2 separate regions of the Canis lupus genome follow, and region 1 is linked to region 2. The links are chromatin contacts, called in public Hi-C maps. All regions are on one chromosome and are shown on one strand. The core of a region is the stretch at or near the end of the contact, and the rest is flanking DNA. Distances in the headings are between cores, read along the strand shown. Region 1 holds the start of GPR61 (G-protein coupled receptor 61). Region 2 holds the start of AHCYL1 (S-adenosylhomocysteine hydrolase-like protein 1).

Region 1 (6,480 bases), core at 3,696-6,195, 340 kb after region 2:
CTTGCTGAGCTCCCCCCTGATCTGTCGATTGAGACACCCATAAAAGAAAGGGTTGGAGGTGAAGCAGAAGTAGCCGATCCAGGTCACCACGTTCTCCACCTGCCCAGTGGAAATGGGCTGAGCACTGAGGGCAACGTAGAGGTGGAAAGAGAAGTAGGGCAGCCAACAGAGCAGGAACTGTCCCCCCACAGCCAGCAGGACCACTGCGGCCTTCCCTCCCCCGAACGTCCGGTGCGGGGTGGTCTGGGGAGCCCCGGAGCTGGTGACCATGGTGGAGCGGCTGCTGAGGGACTCCGAGCGTTGGCGGGGCGTCTCCATCCAGGTGGGCAGCGGGCCGCGCTGCAGGGCGGCCACCCGGGCCACCCGGAACATGCTGCAGTAGACCACGAGGATGAGGAGCAGAGGCAACAAGAAGTAAAGGACGGCGAAGACCACCACGAACAGCTGGCAGTAGGCGCCGCGGCTCCAGTGCAGCGAGCAGCCCGGGGGGAGGCCGGGGGCCCCCTCCTCCCGGGAGGCCCGGCCCAACACGGGCACGGAGGCCATGGCCAAGGCCTTCACCCACACCCCTACCAACACGGAGGCCACCAGCCCCAGCGTCATGCGCACTTCGTAGCGCATGGGGTGGACCACGTAATAGTAGCGCTCCACGTTGATGGCCGACACCGAGAGGATGGCCAGGCTAACGAAGCATATGCTCAGGAACAAGTAGAGGCGGCAGGCGACCTCCCCAAAGAGGTCGTGGTCGAAGAGGGCAGAGCTGGAGAGCATGGCCAGGGGCATGAGGGTCAGCGCGGCCAGCAGGTCCACCAGGCAGAGGTGGAAGACGAAGACAAATTTTCGGAGGGCGGGGGTCTTGGCAATAACGGCCATCACAGCGGCGTTGCCGGCCACGGCGATCAAGTCCAGCAGGAGCATAAAGAACAGGGCCACGGACTCTGAGGCCACGTCCTGCAGCCCCACCTCCGGCACCCCGCTGGCAGTAGAGGGACCTGGGGTCTGAGGGACCCTCCCCAGAGTGGAAGAGTTCCCTGATGACTGGGGGATGGGGGAGGACTCCATGGGGCCGAAAGAGGACACCCAGGGCACCTCCTGTCACAGGCCCATCCCCCATCCTAGTCCGGTGACCCTGGGATGGCCAGCCCAGGCCCAGGCTTGCCGAGTTCGAGTTCGTGCGTGGGGATGGGGGCAGGGGGTGCCTCCTGCTGGAGCCTGCCAGGCAGGCTCTAATCGCCAGCCTTCCAGGCCGGGCTGTGCATATAAGGGAACGGAGGGCTCAGCAGCTCATCTCTCCTCTCAGGCAGGAAGGAGGTGGCTCTGATCTGCCTTGGTGACCTCAAAGAAGGAGACGTGAGAGATGCCAGAGCCTCACCCACTCAACACTCCACCTTCCGAGTGGTCTCCAGCTCCTTCTTTTGCTTTTCCTTTCCACTGTCCTCCATGCCCTTCTCTTCTCTCAGGGACTGTTATCCAGAGATCCTAAATCCTCTGTCTCCCTCTCCTAGGGTCCCGCTGAGCTCCGGGATCGTGCCCCAGTTTTCAAGTAGCTTATGTAAATTTCTTGATTTCTTGTCTCAGAATGGCAGGAGCTGTTGGGGTGCAGAGGCGACACAAAATCTGGTTTCTAGTCCTAGGCCTGGGAATGATGGACTCTGTGACTCTGCTGGACTTCAGTTTCCTCATGAAGGCATCTGTAAAATGAAGGGAACAGCAGCCACTTCACAACTGTGTTTGGAGGAGCCTGTGAGACTTAATAACAATACCACCCATATGTAGTAACATGTTTAAAGATGCTTTCCAGGTGCCAAACCCCGTTCTAAGCACTGTACCTAAATATGCTCATTTTAGTGCTCACACAACCTATGAGTATTACTCTCATCCCCATTTTGCAGTTGGTGAAACTGAGGTCCAGAAAGATTAAATAACTTACCAAAGGCGGCAAGGTCCAGGTAGGTGCCCGTGTGGTCCGGCTCCAGGGTCAGTACTCCAGCCCACCTGATGGTGCCCTCTACAGCGACTGGAATGCAATAGGCATTCAATGGATAGTTGTTGCATCTGAATCATCTCCAAAAATGTCTATTAGTGCTCTGGGGCTACCATTGGGAAGAGATCACCTGAAAGAGGGAAGGACTGTGTTTGGTGTCCTGTGACATCACCACCCCCAAGATAAAGAGCTGCCATTTGGGGAGTGTTGAGGAGGAACCGTGAAAACAAAACATTCCAGCTGGAAGGAAACTGGGATGCTAGCCCATTCAGGCTCCACTGCCCCCCAAACCAGAAGGGCATAGGTCACTTGAAAGCTGCCCTTCTTTACCCACTCATTAGCTTTTCCAAGCCACCATACCCCTGCAGGTGGGGGAGGAAGTGCCTAACCTTCCACTCCCGGGGTCCTCAGATCTCTGATCATTGGAGCAGATCCCCGGCCCAGAGTCCTCTTGATCCTGGACCATTAGCACATTCCAGAGCTAGGAGGGAGGAGTAGGTGTCTGGGGGGTGGGGGAGGAGTAGGTGTGAGAGTGAGTAGGTCACTGTGATGGTGGAAATGGGTGAGCATAAAGCAGAGAAGACAACTGGAAGGCATTGAGAGGGGAAGAAGTCTGGGGTTTCAGCGTCTCTCATTTCTCCCGGCCAAATGGCAGATCAAATGTTGTATGTGTCTCATTATCCACATTAAGTTTGCATATAGTTGAAATAATAATGCCTTTAAATTTTTCATTTCCGGGATCCCTGGGTGGCGCAGCAGTTTAGTGCCTGCCTTTGGCTCAGGGCGCGATCCTGGAGACCCGGGATTGAGTCCCATGTCAGGCTCCCGGTGCATGGAGCCTGCTTCTCCCTCTGCCTATGTCTCTGCCTCTTCTCCCTCTCTGTGTGTGTGACTATCGTAAATAAATTTAAAAAAAAAATTCATTTCCATATCCTATTCTTGCAGTCCAGTTTCTCCCAGTATAATATAGAAAGGTATGCAAACTCAAGGCAAGCTATAGATACGCCAAGTCTGTAGCCAGGTCACAAGTTCTCTGGATCACGGTTTCCTCATCTGTAAAATGGGAAGATTGAACTGGACGACCTCCAAGATTCCCATCTCTGACAACATTTGATGACTCTGTGAGTTCCTGGGCTGCCAAGGGCTTGGTGGTGGCTGAATTTAAAAACCCATCATTTCTCTGACTGCAATGATGTGGACCACGTGGGGCAGACCGTTCCCATTCCCTCTCCGTAGTTACAGCCTTACAACCACCCTTGGGTTTTGGTAACCACCAATAGTGTATTCCTTTAACTTCAAGCATGCCATGCATGCAATGGGTGCTCAGTATAACTTTGTGAATTGTATCAAACTCAAACTGATCTGTTGAGTCCCTGCCCCTTAGTACCTGCCCCTGCCCCTTCGTACCTGCTCCAAGTACACTCAGTAGGGCAGCTGCGTGCCAGCCAGAGGACTCTGCTCTGGAAAGGGTAACCTGGTCTCCTGGACTTGGCACAGCCCTAACTTTGGACAATTGCCTAGGGATTTGCCTCTCCCCAGGGATAACAGGAAGCTCATTTCACAGTTAAAATGGCCACATTGACCCAGGGTCTATAGAGAAGGTAGGTGGAGATGGTTCCAAAGTGGAGACATCAGCTTCTCATAAGACACTACCAGGAAAAATGCAGAAAGCAACGCTAGGGAAGGCATCCTTGCCCCTTACTTTCCATGCCGGGCTTCATATCTTTCTCATCCCTTCTACCTGGGAGTGGAGGCCTGAAGATGTGGCTCTGAGGCCCCGGGAGCTAAAGGAGTGAATGCCCTCCATGTCTGCATGAACATCAAGAGTCTGCCAGCAAGGCCCACCCAGGGCCCCAGACCGAGGGAAGCAGACATGGTTTCCACGTGGAGATGGAGGGGGCACTGTGCAGCCATGACGGAGCCCTAGGCAAGAAGGCACTGGACGTTTCTCGTTTCCACAGCCCCCTCGGCCTGGGCAGGATCTCCACACTGACTCCTAAATGCCAGGATTCCAGTTTCTGTCCTAACAGATGGACCAACGTGCCTGCTCCCCAGCACTCCCTACTGATGGATGGGGGTCAGGGAGGGCAGGGTTGTGCATCACAGTGTCAGAGGGGAAGCCCAGAGAGCCTCACTCCACTCCTAGCTCACAGCATCATGCCTTCTCACTCGCTCTCATCTTGCCACTGCTTCCTGACAGCAAGCCCTCCCTCACCTCCAGGACCTCTCAGCACCTGGCAGGCTTTACCACCATAGGGGTCAAGGTCTGGCCCCCTGGCCAGGGCATCGTCAAGTTACAAATATCTTTGTTTCAGGATGCAAGATGTGCATAAGTGCCCACCCCAAGGCCACAGAGATGTTGCTGGGATTCGAATGCACCTGTTTCCTAAATACAGAGCTTCCAACCCAAGGACCCCAGCACGGCCTTCCTTCAAACAACAGTATGTCCCTCCTAAGCCAGGAGAGATTTCCAGGGGGCAACCACACCTCTTCCCAGCAGAGTTGCCCACGCCCAGGACGCAGAATTGCCCATCAGCCTACATGCCAAGGGACCCATTCCTAGGATGCGGGGGACCCATCTCTATGACATGGAGGAAGACAGATGGGGAACCCTGTCTGCCTGTAGGATGTGGGTACTCCCTCTGGCAGGAGATCAACCCCCATCTCTAGGCTTCAGAGGTGCCCACACCCCAATACCTGGGAGCCCATCCCTTGACGAAACTGCCCACCATAAGGTAGGGTGGGCTGGTCCTGGGGACGCAGAGCTACCCTCCTGCAGAGTACCTCAGCACTCACCATCAGGCCCTGGGACAGGCCCCTATTCCTGGCCTAGTCGACAACTCCTACCTTTGCTGAGCAGCTCCCGGCTCCCATGTGATAGCTCCTCTCAGCTGATGCTTCTCCAAGGCTGCTGAAGCCTGAACCACTGCAGTGAGTGGTGAGAGGCAGCAGGCAGAGCAGGATGCTCCAAGAGCTTCTGGGTCCTAATGGCCTCCTGCTTCCCACCCAGCCCCTTGGAGCCACTTCTGAAGCAAGGAGCCAGGCACCAGTGCCCCCACAGAAAATGCTCAGGGGTGGTTCCAACCCCCCTCACTTCTCTTGGATTGCTGGAGTGGCATCTCAAAACCTTCTTGGGGCAGTGACCATAGTCAGGGGAGACTCTCCTGGCCAGCCTGGTGAAGTATAAAGGCTACTCAGAATCAGAAAATCCCAGTTTAAGGGCTGGCTCTGGTACTTATGAGCTGTATGACCTAGGGCAAGTCACTTCCCATTTCTGGCCTTGATTTCCTATCTGTTCAAAGAGAATATAGGATAGATGATCCTGAGGCTCCTGACAGCCCTGCCATCGCATGCTTCTGTGTGACATCAGAACCAAGATGCTTTTGTAGCAGGTTGGTCAATGCAGACACAGAGTACCAGGTTAGGCCTGGCAGGGGCCAAGGTTCCAGGGTCAGCTGCCAAAAATGTACAGGGGATAGGTTCAGGAGTGGCATTCAGGTTCGACAGGGAGCTAAAGGCCTTTTCCTAACTCTGCATTATCCCTCAGGAGTCACATTACTATTGTTTTCTTAGATTGTATGTTTATTTGGTGTGGGCTTGTGAGAACCGATGGAGGTAGGGGGATCTAACATCCCCATGAGCCACCATAGTGGTACCACCATAACACTGTTCCCTGAAGACAGAGTGGGCACCAGGAACTCAGGAAGGCTCAGATTGCTCTGGATCTGTAGGACTGGACTGAGCTGCAGGACACCATCCTTACAGCGTCCAAGGCCATGTGATGAGCCTTTGGAGGCGAGATGGAGGGGCATAGCCTCCCACTATAAAGAAACCCTGCTCCCCTAGGTACATGCCTGACACCCAAGGATAGGATCCTAACACTGCAGAGTTGAAACACACCCCACAGGCCAAACTACCCATGTTTCTGAGGCCCAGAGAGGTGAAGACATTGTCCAAAGCCACACATGGCAGAGCCATGAGCCTAGGTCAGGAATTCAGGCATGATACCTACTCCCGAGCCCTCTGCCCTGAGACTTGCCCATCCAGAAATTCTTTCTGCCTCCAAAAGGAAAGAAAGACCAGACTCAACTGAAAGAGCCATGAAAACACTGAGTTACCCAGAAAACCCAGAGAAGTCAAGGTCTGCCCTGTGCCCCAGGTTAACTGTGAAGAGGCCACTGACCAGCCCAAAGCGCAGAGTGATCACCAGTATCCCCAAACACATTTTCTTGAGCTCTTACAAGTGCCAAGTCCTTTATATACTGTACCTTCAATCCTCACATAAATTCTATGAGGCAGCCTTTATTCACCTTATTTTATGGATGAAAATATGGGAGCCAGAGATTAAGGGACTTTCCCGAGATCACACAGAGAGGAAGTGCCAGAGCCAATATTTGAACCCAGGCCTGTTTGAAGCTAAAGCATTTACTCCTTCCTCCATGCCCCCATGGCCTCTCTGGAGACCTGACATGGGACTCTGGGCTGAAGCCCTAAAG
Region 2 (6,467 bases), core at 1,612-4,111:
GTTAACTTCACGGTACTGTGGCAGACCCTGGGGCATACAAAACTAAGTTATGATTATGGCTGAAGAACCTTAACCTATGCTTTTAATTGATGGACATGAACTCTTCCCCGAAGTGAATAAAATTTCACCAGTTACACTGGAATCTGATCTAAAGACTATCAAGGTCACCCTAGAGTAACCTATAGCCTGACTGGCACCTCACTTCCTGAGAGGCCTCAGGGCTTGGAGTGATCTAAGGATTACTTGGTCTAGAGCCAGGCTGGAATCCTCGCAGGTTAAGGACGGCACCTTTTGAAGAGCCCTTTTACACCATCCAGTAAAGCCAAGCTACATTTTTTCTCTTTTCTCATGCTTTCTCACATTATCCACACATGGCAGAGGTACATAAGTGACTTAAGTCATAATGTCCAATTCACTTGTTCTGAAAAAACAGGTCACCTAGAACTGGCTATGTGACCTTGACTAGTCCTCAGTCAACTCATTAAATAAATGCCTTTTACCATCACTGGGGAAAAAAAGTAATTAGTCATCATAAATCACTTTAATACAAAGTGCTATGTAAATACTAAACAACAGAGCTAAGAGCAAGATTAGAGAGAAACAAGGGGGTAGGTACACTGACCAACAAATGGAAACTTAGGACAGTCTTCCCACAATCCTGGCAGAAGATGCTCATTTCAGCTAACGGAATGAGTCTTTAAAATCATCTTTATTTGGTTTGACAATAATACACATAACAATATTCCTCCTAGGAAGAATAGGGGAGAAGGAATATTTATTCCTGGTAGGTTGTCCTATGGACATCTCAATTACTAGTTAGCCAGGAGGACAATTAATATTTAAATATCTACTAGAGGGATCCCTGGGTGGCGCAGCGGTTTGGCGCCTGCCTTTGGCCCAGAGCGCGATCCTGAAGACCCGGGATCGAGTCCCACGTAGGACTCCTGGTGCATGGAGCCTACTTCTCCCTCTGCCTGTGTCTCTGCCTCTCTCTCTGCGTGACTATCATAAATAAATAAAAATTTAAAATAAATAAATAAATAAATAATCTACTAGATCCTAGATGTAGAGCTAGGCACGATACATACACTGGTTAACAAGAGTACCTGCCTTTATTCAGTTTACAATCTACAATACAAACTGTCTTGGCAATTGCAACAGCATGGGATAAAATTAAGGCAAATAAGAATAAAGGCGCTTAATACCTGAAGCAACTAGACAAAGAGGACAGTCTAATGGGGAGAGGAAGAGTTCAGGGAATTAGGATACCAGGGCTTTTCCCTAACTCCTCATAGGTTATTATCCTTAAGCATTCTTAGAAAAGCTGTGTCTCCAAATAGTGCAGATTACAGGTACTGTCCCAACAAAGCAGTCAGCTGAACCGAGAGCACTCAAATCAGACACCACAGAATCAGAAGATCTTCTACTACCTTTTTAATGCATTCTATTGATAAGCTTCTTAATTTTGTGGGAAAGCGGAGCTACAGCACACAACAGCGACCTGTCTTTTCAATCCTTCATTTGATTTCTGGAGTGGTAGATTATCCTCCTTTAAAAACAAAGTCATCGCTCCCAGGATGACAGCTTAACGAATTCAGGTCTCAGGAACCTCAAGGACCGTAACTCTTCCCGCAAACCTCGCTTTACTTAGCTTACACAAGCGCTGCATCCCATCAAACACTGCAGGCAGAGACAGCCTCGAACGAAACACTGTCTTTACAGGAGGGAAATATTTATCCAGCTCCTCACTGGTTCAGAAAGGTCACCTCTTTGCAAAGGTTCTCGGGTCCACTGTTCCCTGGGTGCCAGGTATGTGGAAAGTCAAGATGTGGTTGGCAGCCAATGCTCACAAAGCACTTGGGACCCCAATTCCACCAGAAAGCTAGGTAAGACTAAAAGGTCGTTACTTAATCTTTCACGACAAGAGAATCAGAAGGGTGTCCTTTGAGCTCAACTCGCAGCACAATAGCCTAAAGTTGTTCTGCCTCAGTTAAGTGCAGTCAAGAATGAGCAATCGTTCCTTGCCACCCACCCTCCAACCCACCCGGGCTCCTTTCTCAAGGGATGCCTAAGGGATCTATTCACATGACTACAATCAACCTGTATTCATGGCGGTGCCTGCTGTCACCAACCTCCAAACGTTAGTATCTCACATATGCCGAAGCAACTGGATGACCCTGGAAGGTGAAAATCATACTTTCAAGTCCACACTGCCCTCGCTGCTTTCGCCTGCGTGAAACAGCTGGCTTCAGGTCTTTTCCCTCTTGCCTCCAAGCTGAGCACGCAGCTGCCGGGTAAGCCGGCCCGGGTCCCAAACATCTGCCCACAGCAGCCCCGCCAGCCTTACCCCGCTCACCTGGGGGTCTGCACGGCGCCTTCCCGGGGGCAGGTCACGAGGTCCGCCGAGTCGGCCCCCCGCCCCCGCCTGGCCCTTCATCCGGGAAAAGTCAGCCGCAGATTGAAGGCCCGGCCCTTTCGGGTTTCATAAAGATCCCGGAGGAGCAGGGCCGAGGGACAAAGGAAAGTGGGGCCAGCGGCGGCCTCTGCGGCTCGGGGCGGCCCGGGGCACTGCCCTCCGCATCCCCCCCCCCCCGCCCGAGGCCCCGCGCCGCCTGCAGCCCGGCCCGCGCCCGCTCGCCCCCCCGCGCGAGGCCCCGGCCCAGGCCCCCGCCGCCACCGGGGCCCCCGCACCTTCTTGGGCGCCTTGGTGACGGTGGCCATGAAAGAGTACTTCTCGGCGTCCTCAATCTCCTTGGCCTGCTTCAGCTCCTCCCCGACCCCGGGCAGCGGCATCGCGTCAGGCATCGACATCCCCCGGCCGGCCCGGCCCGCGCGGCCCCGCCGCCCCCGCCTCGTCCCCGCGCGGCGCCCGCCCGCCGCCCGCCTCGTCCCCGCGCGGCGCCCTCCGACGCGCGCCCGCCCCCTCCCGCCGGCCCGCGCCCAGCCGCGGCCGAGCCTACGCTGCGGCGGCCGGGGTCTCGCCCGCTCGGCAGTCGGCACCGGCCGCTCAGCGACGGCGGCGGCAGGAGCGCCCGGGGCTGCAGCGCCGAGCTCCGGCCGGCCCGCGCCGCCACCTCCGCCGCACGCCGACACGCACGCAAAGTAAGGGTAGAGGGCGGTGACGCCACGTCAAGTACTGGCAGCCCGAGCGGGGCGGGGCCGCGGCGTCCCGTCCTGACGTCACCACGCCGGACCGGCGGCAGAAGCCCCGCCTTCTTCCTCCTGCCCCGCAGGTTCCCAGAGTGAAGCGGGACGTTTCCGCCGCCAGGTGGCGGCATCCGCCCTGTGAGCGGCGCGTGGTTCCGGGCCAGGAGGCCTGGGGACTTGAGCGGGGGCAGTTGGGGCTGCGGGTCCCCGCTCGGCCGGAGAGGGGCGAGGGCGGGCTGCTGGGGAGCCCGGAGCCCCCCGCGACACGTTCTGCAGCCGCGCCAGGGAGTGCGGGGGCCGAGCCGCCGAGCCGCCGAGCCGCCGCCCCTCCCCCCGCGCGCCGCGGGGCCCGCCGCAGCCCTCGGCCTTCCCACGACCTTGCGGGAGCCGCCAGCCGCCAGCCGCCAGCCGCCTGCCGCCTGCCGGGGAAGGCCCGCCCGGGGACGTCGTCGGGCCGGCGGGGGCCGCGAGGGTCCGGCCCGCCAGGGCGCCCTTGCGTGGCTCCTCTGCGGGGCGGTGGCCGCAGCTCGTCCCGGGGCCGGGCGACCCCACCTGGAGCCTGCTGTCAGCCCGGGTAGCGAGTCCTTTGAGGCGTAAGCGGCCTTGGCTGAGTGCCCACGTCCTGTGTCCTGTGGAAAGTCCAGGGCCCTCCCCAAGAGTTCTGTGACTTACGGGGGGACCTAGATCTCCGTGGTCGCCCCTGGCTCTAGTTTTCTGCCTCATCTGAGGTCTTATTCACCATCCCGCTGGTGTGGCCATTTTTCAGTTCCTGCTGTCAATTCGGATATGGAACACAGCCCTGTCTGCTTTCAGCTCCCACCCCTATTCCAAAACAACTGCAAAAATAATGCCGTAACATGTAGCAGAACTTTTAATGAAGGTTTGTGGGCCACAGGGGAGAGATTACATCACACGGCAAACAATTTAAAGTCACATTTCTGAAATGTTCTGAGAAGTGATTTTGGCTACCCTGTCACCTGGGGTTTCTCCCTGGCCACACCACCGCACTAAGCTCCGCGAGCCCACTGCTGTCTAATGTGGCTTCCTCCTGTTACTCCCTTTTTAAATTTAATTTTATCTTAATTCAGTTAATTAACATATAGTGTATTATTAGGTTCAGAGGCAGTGTTCAGTGATTCATCAATTGTACATAACACGCAGTGCTCATTCCATCAGTATCCTCCTTGATACCCATCACTCAGTTACCCCCACTGTTACTCCCTTCCCATCCTTCCACCTCCCTCTCTCCTCCTTGACTGACTCTGGGAAGCCAGATTCCTCTCTACTGTGATGAGTAATTCAGGTCCTCCCAGTGCCCTTTTCTCAAGGGCTCCACCAAGCCCACCTCTTTATATCCAGAAGCCCACCAGGTCTCTGACAGGCTCAGCTCTTTGAAGAAAAGAGCTGTGCCTTGAAATGACATCTTTTTTCACTGGTTTGTGTTCAAGATTGGGGAGGGTGTGAAATACATGCCTCTTGGGGCCCCGGAAATCTTAGTCAGAGAAGCCCATGTTCCAACCGCCCCACCCCATGGGGCCACGTGTTTGAATTGGGCTTTGGAAATGGCCAATGGGGTGCATGCTTCTGCAGATCCTCATCTTCGCTGTTGGGATTCACTCAAAGGTCCCCAACTTCCCTCTCAGGGGTATTCCTGTATCAGAAGGGACAGAGAGCAGGGGGACCAGAATACCAGATTCATTCACATGGGTACCACACTGGTACCTTCCTCTTTATCTCTCAGCTGGGGCCAGGAACCATACTTGCCCACCCAGGAGTCTTTGGACCTACAGCCTAAAGTAGCTTGCAGCCCATGAGTTTGCCCAAATGTTGTCAGTGTCCAAGGATCAGAGGTGCTTGCTCAGAGAACAGAGGCAGAGCCAGTTGGAACAGAAGTAAAAACTTCATATCCCTAGAATAGGAAAGCATGTGACTTAGGCTAGCTTATTAAAAAAAAGAAAAAACAACAAAAAACAAAAAGCGCACAAAAAAGTAGATGTGTCTGTCCTCTGGATTTGATTTTTAAAATTCCCATTGTCTGAGGGCTTTGTCTCTCTGAGCCCAAATTTTGCCATGGGTCCTAGCAATCAGACTGTGAGACTCCGTGAGAGGGAGGTTCACCACTCTGACTCCTCCTGAATCAAAGTAAGAGGTTTTCCCTAACACCTCACTCATGGAATTGGCCGTTGCTGCTGCTGAGGATGCTCAAGGCAGAGTCGGTCTGAGATGAAACAATACCCTTGCAGTTTGAACCAGGAAGGAGACCAGCAGGTCTGACTCCACTTACCTGAGTGCCTGGCCCAAGGGGAGGCAGGGGAGGCTGAGCTAGGGGAACTGGGTTCTTAGAATGGAAGGCAGGAGTGATAGTACTCCCTGCCTGGAAAAAGCAGCAGACCTATGTGGTTCATGTCGGGCCAGGGCCCAGGGCCCAGGGCCTTCCTGGAAATCAGCCTGCTGCAGAGGACATGGTTGGCTGCTATTGCTCCCACCATGTGTGGACCAGGGCCCGAAGAACTCACCCAGCCAGAGAGTATGATGACATAACATGGGTGAGAACTGTTGCATGCTGCACCCTCTCCCTCCTAGATGGTCCCACTTGGCCCAGGTAGGGGGGTTGCCTCTCATGGATATCAAGAAATGACCTGTGCTCAACCTGCCTACCCACCTATCTGACTCAGCACCTCTGAGCTAAGTCAGGTAGGTGAGTCAGGGCTCTTTCTCCTGAACGGCACCATCCATACACAGATAAGAACAATGACCAGGAGCCAACGTTTGAGAAGAATAGAGCCCCAAGGCCAGGTACACCTGCTGTGTGTGCGGAGGGAAGGTGTCAAAGAGCCTAGGGACCAGAAGGGACCCTACTCTAGAAAAGAGTAGCCTGAGGGTAGAAATGAATTAGGAGATGCTGTCCCCAGAAATGTGGTGGCACTGGGGTATCACCCATAGGCTTGGTCTTGTTAATGAAATCCACTCTTCTGTCTTCCCAAAAATTTACTCTCCACATTCATTCATTCATTTTTTAAAAAATATTTTATTTATTTATTTGACAGAGAGAGAGAGAGAGAACACAAGCAGGGGGAGCAGCAGGCAGAGGGAGGAGGAGAAGCAGGCTCCCCATGGAGCAGGGAGCCCAACATGGGACTTGGGTCCTCGGATTCTGGGATCATGACCTGAGCCAAAGGCAGATGCTTAGCTAACTGAGCCATACAGGCGCCCCTCATTCATCTTTTTAAATTCACAAAATATGCGTCAAATGTTGAAGATGTGCCAGGAGCAGCACTAGATATTGGGGTTACAGAGACAAAAGACGTACTGATCTCTAC

Evidence for each region. Hi-C and Micro-C count contacts between places; a contact is called where the count stands out from the background.
Region 1: a contact with region 2 is called in a Hi-C map of blood, with 2.7 times the contacts expected there. The contact joins the promoter of GPR61 here to the promoter of AHCYL1 in region 2. A contact is called at or near these places in 3 of 9 Hi-C or Micro-C datasets (amygdala and blood).

What each region holds. Positions count from the first base shown.
Region 1 is chr6:42,775,979-42,782,458 of UU_Cfam_GSD_1.0, forward strand. GPR61 (G-protein coupled receptor 61) reads right to left here and starts at 4,946. Exons shown (of 4, transcript XM_038541070.1): 1 at 4,832-4,946; 2 at 1,931-2,114; 3 at 1-1,691. The coding sequence starts at 1,062.
Region 2 is chr6:42,438,946-42,445,412 of UU_Cfam_GSD_1.0, forward strand. It overlaps AHCYL1 (S-adenosylhomocysteine hydrolase-like protein 1), which reads right to left and starts at 2,862. Exons shown (of 17, transcript XM_038541051.1): 1 at 2,692-2,862. The coding sequence starts at 2,811. It overlaps LOC119872347 (a long non-coding RNA gene), which reads right to left. Exons shown (of 4, transcript XR_005360396.1): 4 at 6,292-6,467.